Regions from separate parts of the Mus musculus genome. Here region 1 is linked to region 2. A link is a contact called in public Hi-C data. All regions are on one chromosome and are shown on one strand. The core of a region is the stretch at or near the end of the contact, and the rest is flanking DNA. Distances in the headings are between cores, read along the strand shown. Region 1 overlaps Maml3 (mastermind like transcriptional coactivator 3). Region 2 overlaps Maml3 (mastermind like transcriptional coactivator 3).

What was found. A called contact is a pair of places that touch in the nucleus more often than the background predicts.
Region 1: a contact with region 2 is called in a Hi-C map of uterus, with 2.1 times the contacts expected there. The contact joins two enhancer-like sites. A contact is called at or near these places in 1 of 15 datasets of contacts at CTCF or cohesin (the NIH/3T3 cell line), 4 of 484 Hi-C or Micro-C datasets (the N1E-115 cell line, immediate neuronal precursor, nephron progenitors and 1 more), 11 of 115 datasets of contacts at active chromatin or transcription factors (bone marrow-derived macrophages, cardiomyocytes, craniofacial prominence and 7 more) and 1 of 9 other capture datasets (adipose tissue).

What each region holds. Positions count from the first base shown.
Region 1 is chr3:52,044,960-52,050,933 of GRCm38.p6, reverse strand. The region is part of intron 1 of Maml3 (mastermind like transcriptional coactivator 3); the gene reads left to right. Among named protein-coding and RNA genes, the nearest start is that of Maml3, 57 kb to the left of the region's middle. Within about 2 kb of position 4,668, at least 377 of the 459 cell types and tissues checked have an H3K27ac peak or open chromatin away from gene starts, as enhancers often do. A contact at or near this core is called in adipose tissue and uterus, where this site is marked.
Region 2 is chr3:51,803,950-51,810,534 of GRCm38.p6, reverse strand. All of the region lies in intron 2 of Maml3 (mastermind like transcriptional coactivator 3), which reads left to right. Among named protein-coding and RNA genes, the nearest start is that of Gm46803, 100 kb to the right of the region's middle. Within about 2 kb of position 2,129, at least 29 of the 459 cell types and tissues checked have an H3K27ac peak or open chromatin away from gene starts, as enhancers often do. A contact at or near this core is called in adipose tissue and uterus, where this site is marked.

The sequences.
Region 1 (5,974 bases), core at 3,419-5,918, 240 kb before region 2:
AACTCAGATTTCTAGAGCGCTAAGTAAACCTTTGGCTTATCTGCAGATATTTTGAGTGCACCATAAATACTCTTCATCAAAATATTACCTCAGTACAAATTGACCCACTTTATATGTGCAAAATAGAATTTACCTCAGTTTTGAAAATAAGAGCTTTAAAAACTCTCAGGATCAAGCTCATAATAAATGCTTGTCTTAGGTTTCTGTTGCTGGGAAGAGCCACCAAGACCATGAAGCTCTTACAAAAAAACATTTAATTGGGCCTGACTTACAGTTCAGAGGTTTAGTCCATTTATCACCATGGTAGGAAGCATGGCAACATGCAGGCATGGGCTAGAGAGGTAGCTAAGAGTTCTATATGGGGATGAGCATCAGGGAAGAGAGAGTGCCACTAGGCATGGCTTGAGCCTCTGAAACCCCAAAGCCCAATCCCCAGTGACACACTTCCTCCAACAAGACCACACCCACCTTAAGGCCACACCTCCCAATCCTTTCAAACAGTGCAGTTCCCTCTGACTTCATGAAGGCCATTTCCATTCAAACTACCACAAAGTTAGTACATATAGAATTTACTTATATTTATTTTTACTTTGTTGTTGGGGCGGGGGGAGTGTGGAAGATTTGGAATTTTGTTACTTTAAATAAGTTATTTACCAGATCAATCTCTTAACACAGACCTGGTGACAAAAAGCCATAGCAGTCAGCAGCAGCCAGTTGGAGATACAACATTGAAAAGATTGTAGTCTTGTGCATTCCCCATCTTGTGAGATGTGTTTACTTCCATCTTGTCTGCAGGAGGAACAGTGAATGCCAGTACGCAGCCATGGAATGTCTGGTTTTGTCCCATCACTTTCCTATCTTCACCTTCCATATCAGTTAAAGGATTAACCTTTTTCTTTCTCTCTTCTGCTAGCCCTTCACTCTTTTCCTGTATTGTATTCTTTCTTGAAATATCATTCTTGGGAGTTTTCCCCTTCATGTACTCAACACCCTTCTCCTTCCTTTCATTCCAGTCCCCCCATCTTCGCTGAACAATTAAGTGATGTCCCCTGCGGTCCCCTTCCTTGTGTTTTTCTTGGTTGCCCAGGGGAAATGACAGCTATGTGACTGTCATGGAGTGAAGAAAGCTGGCTTTCACCCTCACCCTCATTGAAGCTGCTTCTGTACAACTGAGAGACCTGAGATAAAGGGATGGAAGGTTCAGGGAGAGAGAGATGGAGAGTGACAGGGACTGGGCTGTCCAGAACAAAGAAGGGCTGGGGTGTAGCACAGTTGATAAAGTGCAGACCAAGCATTTGCAAGGACCAGTCCTCAGCACTTCATAAAAACAGGCTTGCCTGCAGTTTCCAGGGCTTGTGAGGTACAGGCAGAAGTTTAAGGTTATCTTTGGCTATAAAGCAAGTTTCAGGTTAGCCTGGGCTACATGAGACTCTGTTTACCAACAGGAAATTATTTCCACCTGGAGCTGCCTGGAAATGCTTTCATCTCCTGCTCTCTCAGCAGCTTAACCATCATCTTAGGCCACTTGTGGCTTTCCTGGATGAAGAGGAGACCATGTTCCCTTTGGTAGCTTCTTCTTTCTCCATGCAGTAAAATAAAATGCATACCCAGATGTATTCCCATGAGCATCGAGTGGCTTTAGGCTGCACACTCCTGGTGGGCAAGGCCTGTAGCTTGCAGATGCGCCATTTCTACCTTGGATCAAGCTAAGTGGTGGTTCATTTCTCAGGTGTCTCTGGTTTCTACCAACTCGATAGACACGGGATGCTTTGGTGACTTTCTCATAAAGCTTCCTTGATATGAATGGTTCTCAAGCTACTCAAGACATCCCTTTCAAGCAGACAGTAGTGGGGATGCTCTGCCTCTCTCCTGTTATCTCAGCCATCACTGTGGGGAAAGTCTACCTGTCATGGCATGTGCTGCCGTCGTCACTCGGGTGTGAGATTCGAGAGCTCTGTTGTTCTAAATGTGAAATGCCTCTCTGTGTGCTGCCTCTGTATTCCTTTAACGTTTGCCTCTGTCCTCTTTTTACCCATGATTAATACTTCTCCCAAGTTCATGCTGGTCCCTTGGAGCACATTTCTACTCTGCCCTTCTGCTATTTTTGTTCTTGGGGAATGAGAACACAGGTTTGACATTGACTACTTTATATACTGTGGCAGGGTCTCTCAGTTGAACCTAGAGCTCATCGATTTGACCAGTCTAGCTAGTCATCTTGTTCCAGGTAATCCTGCATGCTGGGATTATAGGTGGGCCACCATGCCTCCCCCACCCCCAACATTTACCCAGGTGCTGGGGATCTAATCTTTAGTTCTCAAGCTTGCCCCACAAGTTCTTTATCCACTGAACCAATTCCTCTCTCCTTCAAAACGTAAAACAAGAAAAAGTATTCTGAAGGCAGACTGACTATACAACTCCACGAAGTCTCAATTGAAGAAGCTCCTGTGTGGCGTGCGCATGCGCGCGCGTGCACGCATACACACTTTCTGGAACGTACATTGTCTTCTCAGAAGCATGGCTGATTGAGGAGGATCCAAGCTGGATTCTGGTTAGTTCAGATTTTAAGATAAGTGAGCTGTCTTGCTGTGTGACTCATTCGGTGCTGTTTTAAGCAGTTCCACAGCCTCAGAGAATAAACGGATGCCTAATCATCTCCTGCTTCCTGTCATGGTTGACGTCATTGTCACCGTCATTGTCTTCATCATGTTAAGTACCCCAAAGCACAGAAGTTGCCAGACAAAATATGTTACATAGGTATCGTCTTTGGTGTCTGGACGTCTGCTCTCTTTAAATAGATAACTCCCAAATGGGTCTAATTGAGACTCAGATATTGACTGATTGCCCCGTGGTAAGAAACAGATGGCATTACCCAGTAATCTGAAAGTCCAAATCCAATATCCCAAATGCTGAGAGTCTCCTGTGTGTAACAGGTGTCCACGGTGTGTCACTAGGTTCTGAGGCTAGACTGTGAGAGTGGACACAATCCGGAGGAGCTCCGTGCAATGACAGAGATGTGTCTTAGAGTTCCAGGAGCCAGGAAGAGCATCACCGAGCCCAGCATGCAGTTGGGGAGCTCTTGAGCAAAGCCGTGGGTTTAGCTGGGTGAAGTGGTACGAGGAATAACGGAGACTGAGCAGGGCATGGGAGATCCCTAGTGCAGCAGGAGATTGATGCAGGCAGGACTAAGCTTGGCGATACTGGAAGGGAACAGCTTTCAGATGCCACGCGGAAGGCCTTGGAACAAGTGGGGCATTAGTGTTAGCTCTCTCCTGGTGTTGGGCAAGAGACACAGAGGAGGGCTCGGGGCTGAGCTAAGGGGCTGTGCCCTCATCTCAGGGTGCTGGGAGCTGGATTTGAGAAATGTGAGTGAAATAAAATGCAAAAAGCTTTTGCTTTTAGAGATGGGAGATGAGGAGGGAATAGGAGCCCAGCCTGAAGGATTGGTGGACCATCAGTCTCTTTAGAAAGGTCTCTTTAGAAAGAACTCATGGTTTCCAGTTTGGGGTGTGCAGGTCTGTGGGGAGGCACTGAGATCCAAGACAGGCTCTTGCTATCACCCTGGATAACCCACAGTGGCAGAGTCATTGATTTTTGCTCTGTCAAGACAGGGGGAGCAGGAAATGCGTGGAGTGTGAAGTGGGAGGAGCTAAAGCTCTTCCCATGATTAAACTGAATCTGACGGAACCACCGCAGAAGGATGAACCCAAGGTCCGTACACTGTGAGGTCCTTTGAGGAAGAGGCAGGATCACAGGCGGAGGCAACTCTGAGATCCTTGGGTGTCAGCAGCCAAGCTGAAGAAAGGCTGCCCCCGTGTCGCAGTAGGAAGGGATTCATGCTGCTGATTGGACGGCTCTGTGTTCTTGGCTATCGGTGGCAGGCTGCCAAAGCTCCTCTAAGCTGTCACTCACGGCCGGGAGGGCCGGACTTGTGGAGCTTGCCTCTCCAGAAAGTCTTTTTGGCCTTGAGACAAAAGAAAAAGAGCAGCTTATCGCACACTTCAGGATCCAGAGAGCCAGGAATTAATGAGCTAAGACACTGACCGAGGAAGTGGGAGAAAGCAAGGAAGGAGAGGTTCAAATGGTGGTTCTGCTTAGACGATAATGATGGTGATGACGATGATTATAAATCCTTGCAAACAGACATGAAAAGGAGGAGAAAGTTAGACTCTCGGGATCCTTAGGAGCTTCATTTGGGGCCACCATTATCTGAGGAGCCAGTCTCTGTGCTCAGTTGTCCCCAGTGACAGAAAAGAGAAAGAAATCTAAGAGTTCCAGATTTATAGATTTTCTTAATAATAAGGATGACGGTAGATGAGGGAAGGACAAATGGGAGTCTGTGGCCAGCGTGGGCAGGCTGCCTCCTTGTTTTATTTTACTGGTGATTTTCCTTTGCTTTGCACAGATCAGATTTCCCGCTCTGGTATTCAACAAGGAGCACATAGCCCGAGGATAGCAATTAGCTCTCTCTGAGCCCACTCTCCTTTGCACAGCTCTCGCTGACGTGTGCAATTACTAGCACCCCGGCAGCTCTTTTCAGATCTCGGCTGTGCACAGTGGGAAGTCAGGCCCACCATCCCAGAGTCCTCTGCCCAGACTCCTCCTCACCTGGTGCACAGGGACCTTGCCTGCAAATAGAACTGACGTGCCGGGACGTCATCGGGCCTGGCAGAGCTCATTGGCAGAGAAGTTCAGAGTTTTATTTTCAACCTAGAGACAGGCGGAGATAGATCCAGCTAGAACAGGTCTCTTCCGGCTTAGGCCCTCCTCCTGTGGTTGCTGGAGTTGTGGAGGATGGAATGTCAGAGGGAGCGTGCTTCTTATAGCCTCCTGGCTCACAGACTGAAGTTGGCTCCCTACCCCTCCGGCTGGTCCGTCGTCACAGTAGTCCTACGGTGTCCTGCGGGAGCTGCCTTCCCACAGCTTTCTTCTCTGCTTCTTTTCTTTCTCTACCTTGTGTGGTCAGGGTGTGTGTGTGTGTGTGTGTGTGTGTGTATGTGTGTATTCCTCAGGTAGATCCACTTCCAAATGAAGACCCCCCCCCCACCCCCAGCTAAGTTAATTCACTTCAGCTATAAAGTTGCCTGGGTAGACAGGAATGGCTTAAAACTTTAGGAATAAAAACTATAATACAGTGCAGGAAATGTTGCCTTTGTGTGGGAGGCAGAGAAAACCAAACCCTAAGAGGCTGAGATCCACTTCCATTCACCCTTCAAGGGAGGGCATCTTTGCCAAACCTGACTCTCCACAGGAGGATTCATAAATGGTGGTTGTTGTTGTTGTTTTCTTTTCTGGTTCATCTCATACCTGGCTGTGCCTTTAAGGAATGTTTTGGGGGGAGGACAGGGCACGCTTTGAGACCTCCTTCTTATGTATCCCAGACTGGCCTGTAACTCAGGATCCTCCAGCCTCAGTCAGCCTAGTGAGGGGATCGAGGTGGCACTGTGCCAAGCCTACATGTCTTCTTTTAAAAGGCAGAGACTTGCTACCGACCTAAAATCCAAGAGACCACAAAAGCAAGCTCTGGTGTGCCCACTCAGGGCTAGCTGAGGAGGCTCCCAAGTTCCCAGGGATTTTAGGGCGGAACTAGCAAAGGGTTAAGTGCCCCTCCCCCAACCCCCATCCCGCCACTACCTGACTCCACCCCCCCCCCCTCGTTGCTTGAAAGAGCAGTGTGGCCTAAAATGAGGGTTCTCTGCTTTGGCTTCTGTCTCTCTTGCTTGTCCTGACTTAGTAATCGTTCATTGTGACCGGCTTCTGTACATTACCTTGCCTCCTGTCCACAATCGCTCCACAGCTAAATTTCTGTTGCTTTTTAATTATCGCCATCATTATTTGGAACCGACGCGATGTTTTAAGCGAGATGTTTCGTCTTCTCGGTTGCCCCAGTGAAGAGGCCCGAAAAGGACCACAGCCCAGCCGGAGTGGGCCTCCCCTTCGAGGAAGCCCCTCGGCCACTCCCACCCTGGTGGGTTGT
Region 2 (6,585 bases), core at 880-3,379:
GAATGAATGAATAAATAAATAAATAAATAAATAAATAAAACCAGCAGTGGCCTTATTACCACTCGACATGACACCAGGTTTAGCTGTTTCCAGTGGCATGGTGCTGTAGCCTTTTCGAATGACAGCCGGGGTCAGAGTTGTTAGAGAACCACACACGAGAGTGAGGTGCGATCTGGGGGAATCATTCCAGCCCCTCTCCCTGTTCCTTCCTGGAAGCATCAAGGCTTAGTTAGAGCTTGCAACTTGGCCTGGGTGACTTTCCGTTCTTTTCTTTGTTAAGATTATTGGGGAAGCCTGTTTGTTCTTTGACCTTAGGTGGAGAAGATGAGAGAGAAAGACAGATCTGGCAGTAGCATTCTCACCAGCGATGAAGAAGGGGAAGGCCAGGGCCGGCTGCTTGCTGCTTTTCTCTTAGCTGACGAGTGGTTCTTTGTTGCCTAGAGGGCTGTGGGGAGGGAGCTAACAGCATCGAGTCTCTCTTGCTATGGCAGCCAGGCTGAGGAGCTGAGTAAACTGAGTGGAACTTTATAATTAGTCCCCTACATCCTCCCCCTCCTCCCTGTTTTATGAAGACCGTTTTAACGAATTCAGTGAGCAGAATTTCCTCCATCATGCTTGAAACCACATAGCATTTGATTCTAGTGTCAAAGGTGGTCACCCAGAATCCTTGGCTCCTTTCACCGTGACTGGTTGCCAGCATCCTAGAGCAGCTCCAGTGTTGAGCAGAAAGAGCCAACGCACGGGCTTCACTCGGAGTCTGTGAATGGCGGGGGACTCTCCATCTACAGCTGTGCATGCGGAAGGATGCATGGGAGCTATGAAACACTATTTCTGGAATCCTCTTTGGATGTTGCAGGAGGGCACACAGTGGACAAACAGCAAGCCTCTTCCATAAGCTCAGGAGCCCCTGGACCCATCCCAGTCTCTGATTGGTTTCATGTCGTGTCGCAAAGCCCTAGTCTGATAGGCTGCAGAAGGGCCTTTCCTCCCACCAGTACTTTCTAGAAGGATGTTGCCATAGGGCAATAAACATAGTGATACACTCATTTTCAAATTCACTGTTGGTTGTTAAAAGCTCACAAAAGCAGTTGCGAGGCAGAGGCTGAAGAATCACCACACACCACCCTGGGCTACATAAAAAGACCACACTAGCCTGTGCTACACCGCAATGCCAGGCCAAACAACAACAACAGCAACAGAAAGCATATGTTAGTTGCTTGTGCCTCTGCCTTCAAAGACTAGGTCATGTCATTTGTCAAAGGTGGTTCGTGCCAGGCCATTGTGCTCTGTGTGTGTGTGTGTGTGTGTGTGTGTGTGTGTGTGTGTGTGAATGAAGACATGGATGCACACAACGCACATGTAGAGGTGTCTCCCAATTTTCCACCATCTTTGAGAAACGGTCTCTAGTTCACTGTTGCATATGCCACCTTAGCCTGCCCTAAGCTTTGAGAGATTCCCCTGTCTCGACCACCCATCTCGCCAGAGTAGTTCTGGAATTACAGGTACTTGCTACTGAGACACCCAGCTGTTTACATAGGTTCTGGGGATTTGAACTTGGGTCCTTGTGGGCCTTTTCTAGCAGCCGACATTGCACACCAGGTCCTGCTGTCTGAACGAGTCCTGCCAGGTCATGCTGAAATGCTATGGATATTTCCTTAGATCACCGTGGACTAGGAGTGCCACTGAGTCACAAAGCTCCCTTTTGTGGCAATCCCTCTTGACTTTTTGAGAGTCCTAGGTTTGTGAATCTAGAGTTGTCTGCCTGGCCTGGCCTCCACCATCTGCTCCGAGAACACTTGCTTTCTGATGCCAGGACTGGCTTTCCATCCTCTAGTCCAAGTTCACAGCTATCAAGAAACAGCCTCTAGTGGGGAGTCGAGCCATCACTTAGTGCCATGGTATGGTTTGTGTCCCTTGAGTCCCTACTAGATCTTCTGCAGATCTAGTAAGAACTTCTATGCACAGAAGAGAGGGATATCTCTGGCGCCCTGAGGACACAGCCATGAGCTGTTTTTTGCTGTCTTTGTGAGGCATTTGGAAACTTTCCACTCACCCGAACTCACACAGAATAAGTCACATGCTGCTCTGGGAATGGAGCTCTGGATGAGAAAAACAGAGTGCGTTCTGGGTGCGTCTCCTCCGCTTGGCCCTGGTGGTAGCAGCCTCCACCCCCAGCTGCTTCTCTCGATCCTCCCAAGTGTATCTCCATACCCACCATCTCCTTGTCTCTTTGCGGGTCATTTATAATCAGCAGTCATGGCATACAGGCCTCATTAGTGATATAGCCATTCCTTCGGTGCTTCAGAAATAATCATTTAGAAAAAAATGCACTGTTGCCCTCCCCTGAGAGCCCATGAGTGATGAATTTATTTCAGTTTGGCTGGCTTGGCTGGCTTGCTCAACCTGATTTCCATATTTATTTCAACAAACAATGTAGGGTGGGAACAAGAAACTGCATCCTGGGTGTACACACACACACACACACACACACACACACACACACACACACGCACGCTCACACTGCATATCCGCTCCGAACTCAGTTGCTCGTTGGGGGAGGAGCAAAAGACAGGCCAACAAAAGAATATTCCATGAAAAAAATAAATTGATCTGTTGGACAAGGATGAGGGGCGGTACGGCAAATCATGAGCTCACTCGTGGTTGCTGAATCTGAGGAAGTATGGGGATTCCTATTAATGAGTGTCAGATTCTCAGCCCCATCCTCTAGTAAAGGCAGTTTTCAAGAATTCTTTAGCCCCTTCGTCTTGTTGCATCTGTGTAGCCATTGATGCAGTGGGCAGGGAGCCATCTCTCTTTACCTTCAGCTCTTAGCGAAAACCTTTATATTAACTTTAACTTTACCTGGATCCAAGTTGCTACTCAAGAATTTACATCAGGTTTCGGAGAAATGACTTAGCATTGGCTGGTCTTCCAGAGGACCCTGGTTCAATTCCCAGCACCTACATGATAGATCATAACTGTCTGTAACTCCAGTTGCAGAGGGATCTGGCCCCTCTTCTGGCTTCTTTGGACACTAAGCAGACATAAGAGAGTTTACAGGAGTCTGACATGGCAGTCTGACTCGGGAGGCAGAGGCAGGCAGATCTCTGTGAACTCGAGGCTATCTTGATCCACATAGCAAGTTCGAGGCCAGTCCTGGATACACAGCGAGGTCCAGTCTCAAAAAGAACAAAAACAAAAGAATTCACATCAGAGGAGACATCTTCCTCTTGCTCCTTCTCTTTATCTTTTCATCAGAGCTGTTCAGTTTTCCTCAGTCAAAAGGAAACGTATCTGCAGCATGGGACTCTGTAGATGACCTTTCCCTTAGCCGCCGACCAGAACTAACTTCTTGGGGTACACACAAATGCAAGGCTTCGTCTGCGCCTCACATCTCCTCTCTAATTATGCTTAACTTCCTGAACCCCATCTCCCAGACAGTGGTGGTTACCTTCTGATTAATTATATGACATGACTGTAGTTAATGCAGAGTTATTAAAATTGCTTTGACTCAAAATTAGTAAAACTTTCTAGAGCATTCTTATATGGTGCTTCATGTTCGCTGCTGGCTGACTGAGCTTCCCGCTTATGCTCGCCCAGCCTAAAGGCACCACACACACACACACACACACACACACACACACACACTCGGACACGCAGGCACCCAAACCTTAACTTCTGGGTTTAGAATCTGCCTTACACCAGGTCTAAAGGTACATTGACTGGGCCTCCATGTGCGCAAACAGATGAGAGCCAATAGAAGTGGGGAGTAATCCTTTGCGCCAGAGCTTTTGTGGCTGTAAATGTGACCCACAGAACCCAGCATTGCTCCAAGAGGAACGGAGACCTATGTTTTACCACAGTTTAACCCTCGTCATATCACCAGTTGGGTTTTATACGGATTCCAGCAGAAGGCTGTATGACTCCCCAGCAGGTGCTTTTGTATAAGAACGATAAGCACCCCACTAAAGCCCACCGTCAACTGAAACCTATGTTTTTAATGGATCTGTCTCTCATTCCTGTCTTTATGCCCCTGGGTCTTGTCACTGAGATACACAAGTGATTATGGTTTGTTGTGGTTAGGATAATGTTTTAATGTCAATCAAATTCATGTAGAAAGTTGGGCTTTTTTAGTTTGGGGGTGTTTGTTTGTTTGTTTTAGTCTATAAGGCTTCTTCTGTATATTTTTCCTGCTTAAGAATGCTTGTTGCTAATTCCTCCATCTCCATCGAGGCCAGCACCCCATTCTCAGTATATAAAAGAGGCTTTCCTGTGAAAGCAGGGGCCCAAGTGGAAATAGATGCTCTGACCTGCACTTCCAGAGGGCTTATGGCAAACCCTTGCCCTGCCCATCTGGGGCTACACCCTGCTTCCGACCAGCTGCCTCTTTTACCAGCTCCTGGAAACTACAGCAAATGAGCAAGCCTTTACCCGGGCCACAGTGGTGATGGAGAAGTTCAGGCCACCACTATTGGCACCGTTGTCTTTGCATAGAAAGGAACAGTAGCAACAGCGAGGCCAGAGAATCTCACCTCCATGTCCGTGCTGGAGACATGGACAGTGGACAGGTGCTCTCCTGTCCGTCCACTAGTACTTGACCAGGCTCTCTTGTGAGAAAGTGGTCCCTCCTGCCTTTTCTCTTTCCCTTTGGTCCCCCCTCCCCCCCCCCCACTCCAGCCTCCCCGCCTCTGCTCTCCCACTCCCAAAATCGAACATGTACAGATTTTACGGTTCACTGGAGAATAAGTGGCTGTCATTTCACAGACGGGCCAGGATGTAATTAGCCACAATGCACTGGAGCAATGGAACAGATGTCTCTTTGTAAACTGAGTTTGCTGCTGATCACGGTGTGCCTGTGACCTCTTGACGGCTCCAGGCAATCCCACCACCCCTCCTCCTTCCTTGTCTGTTTTCCTTGGCCCTCTATGGGTACCAGTGGGGTGTGTGTGTGTGTGTGTTCTCTCTGTCCTTTTCTGTCTGTCCTTTTCTAGCTCAGTTCTGCTGCTGAAAAACTACTAGTGACACAGGGATGTGAGAGTGCTGAACCCACAGTTATTGATGTAGTAATTCGCAACAGAAAAGGTGATACCCCTCTTATGAGATAATTGGCAGTTTCACGTTGCACTTATTACAGGATGATAATACACCAGCAAAATCATAAATTACTCCTATGCTCTCTGGACTGTTGTTTTTCTTAACTAGAAATAATAGAAAAAGAAAAGAAAAGAAAAAACACTGCACCTCCCTTCTTCCAGGTTATTATTTAAGATCCATGGTGGTCACAGGATGAGGTACACAAATAGTAGACACATAAACTTAGTACCAAGGAACCAATTGTTAGTTTACACAGAGTAAACTGACTGTAGGCACCCAAAGGTCAACCCCTAAGGTATTTTGAAGTAGGGACTCTTGTGATGCTGATGCTGGTGCTGATGCTGATGCTGATGCTGGTGCTGGTGCTGGTGCTGGTGCTGATGCTGGTGCTGATGCTGATGCTGATGCTGAAGCAGAGGATTTGGGAAAAAATGCCAGGCACAATTCATGCTGATGGGTCAAACCAGGGTGAGAGACCCAGATCCATCTACAGGGAAGTGAATGTGGTCCAGAAAACAACACAAAGGTGGTGAGCTTCACTTCCAGGGAGTGAGGGGGAACGGGAGGCAAATCTTCCCAACATTCTCCGAGTCCCACATTCAAAATACACAGATGGGGATCAACTCTGGAGCCACTCGGGCCTTTGTTCCTTGAGGTGTCACATTTGGTGGATTCATATTCATTCTCTCTCTCTCTCTCTCTCTCTCTCTCTCTCTCTCTCTCTCTCTCACTCACTCCTGGCCACATGGTCGAATCTCAGCTTTGGTCACACATAAGCAAAGGTGTTCCCCTGCCGAGAGCCCCAAGGGCTAGTGTGCTGCCAGCATAAACACACAGTTGGCACCTTGTTCTTGGTCAGTGGAATGAGCAGACCACACCCTCTTAAGTTGCTGTGCAGTGAGTGTGAGGTTTTTCAGGAAATGGGGAGCGATGTCTCTCGTACTGAAACCTGGCTGCGCTCAGGTAGCTGCAGCTGGCTTTAAAGGTTCTAACCTCAACCCTGGGCTTCGGTTTGGGATTGATATGTCATCGGAAAATCTGGAAATGTTTAGTTAATTCAGATTTCTTTTAATATCTTAAATGGTCTCCTTCCCACTCCACCTCCACCCCACCCCATCCCCCAAAAAAATAACTCCAAAGAGCTTCCTATGGGGTTTTAAAAAAAATCATTAAAAATGGAAAAACAGCAGTCTGGTACTAATTTTTACCCTGAGGATTTTGGTGAAATAATAGAAATAGACCCCTAGTGTGTGAAATTGATACTTACGCTGGCTTAGCAACAAGTCATTAGAAACCTCCCCTCCGTGACCGCATCGACTATCCCTTGCTTATGAAACATGACACCTCCCCTCCCCTGTTCTCTGCACAGGTTGGGGAGGAGGCATGACTGTGTCCTAGACACAAATTTGTAAAAGAAGGCACCTCAGTCTTTGCCTGTGTCCATTCGGCCCCTGCATAACTCTCTCCAGACCAGTTCTGTCTTTCAGGGCT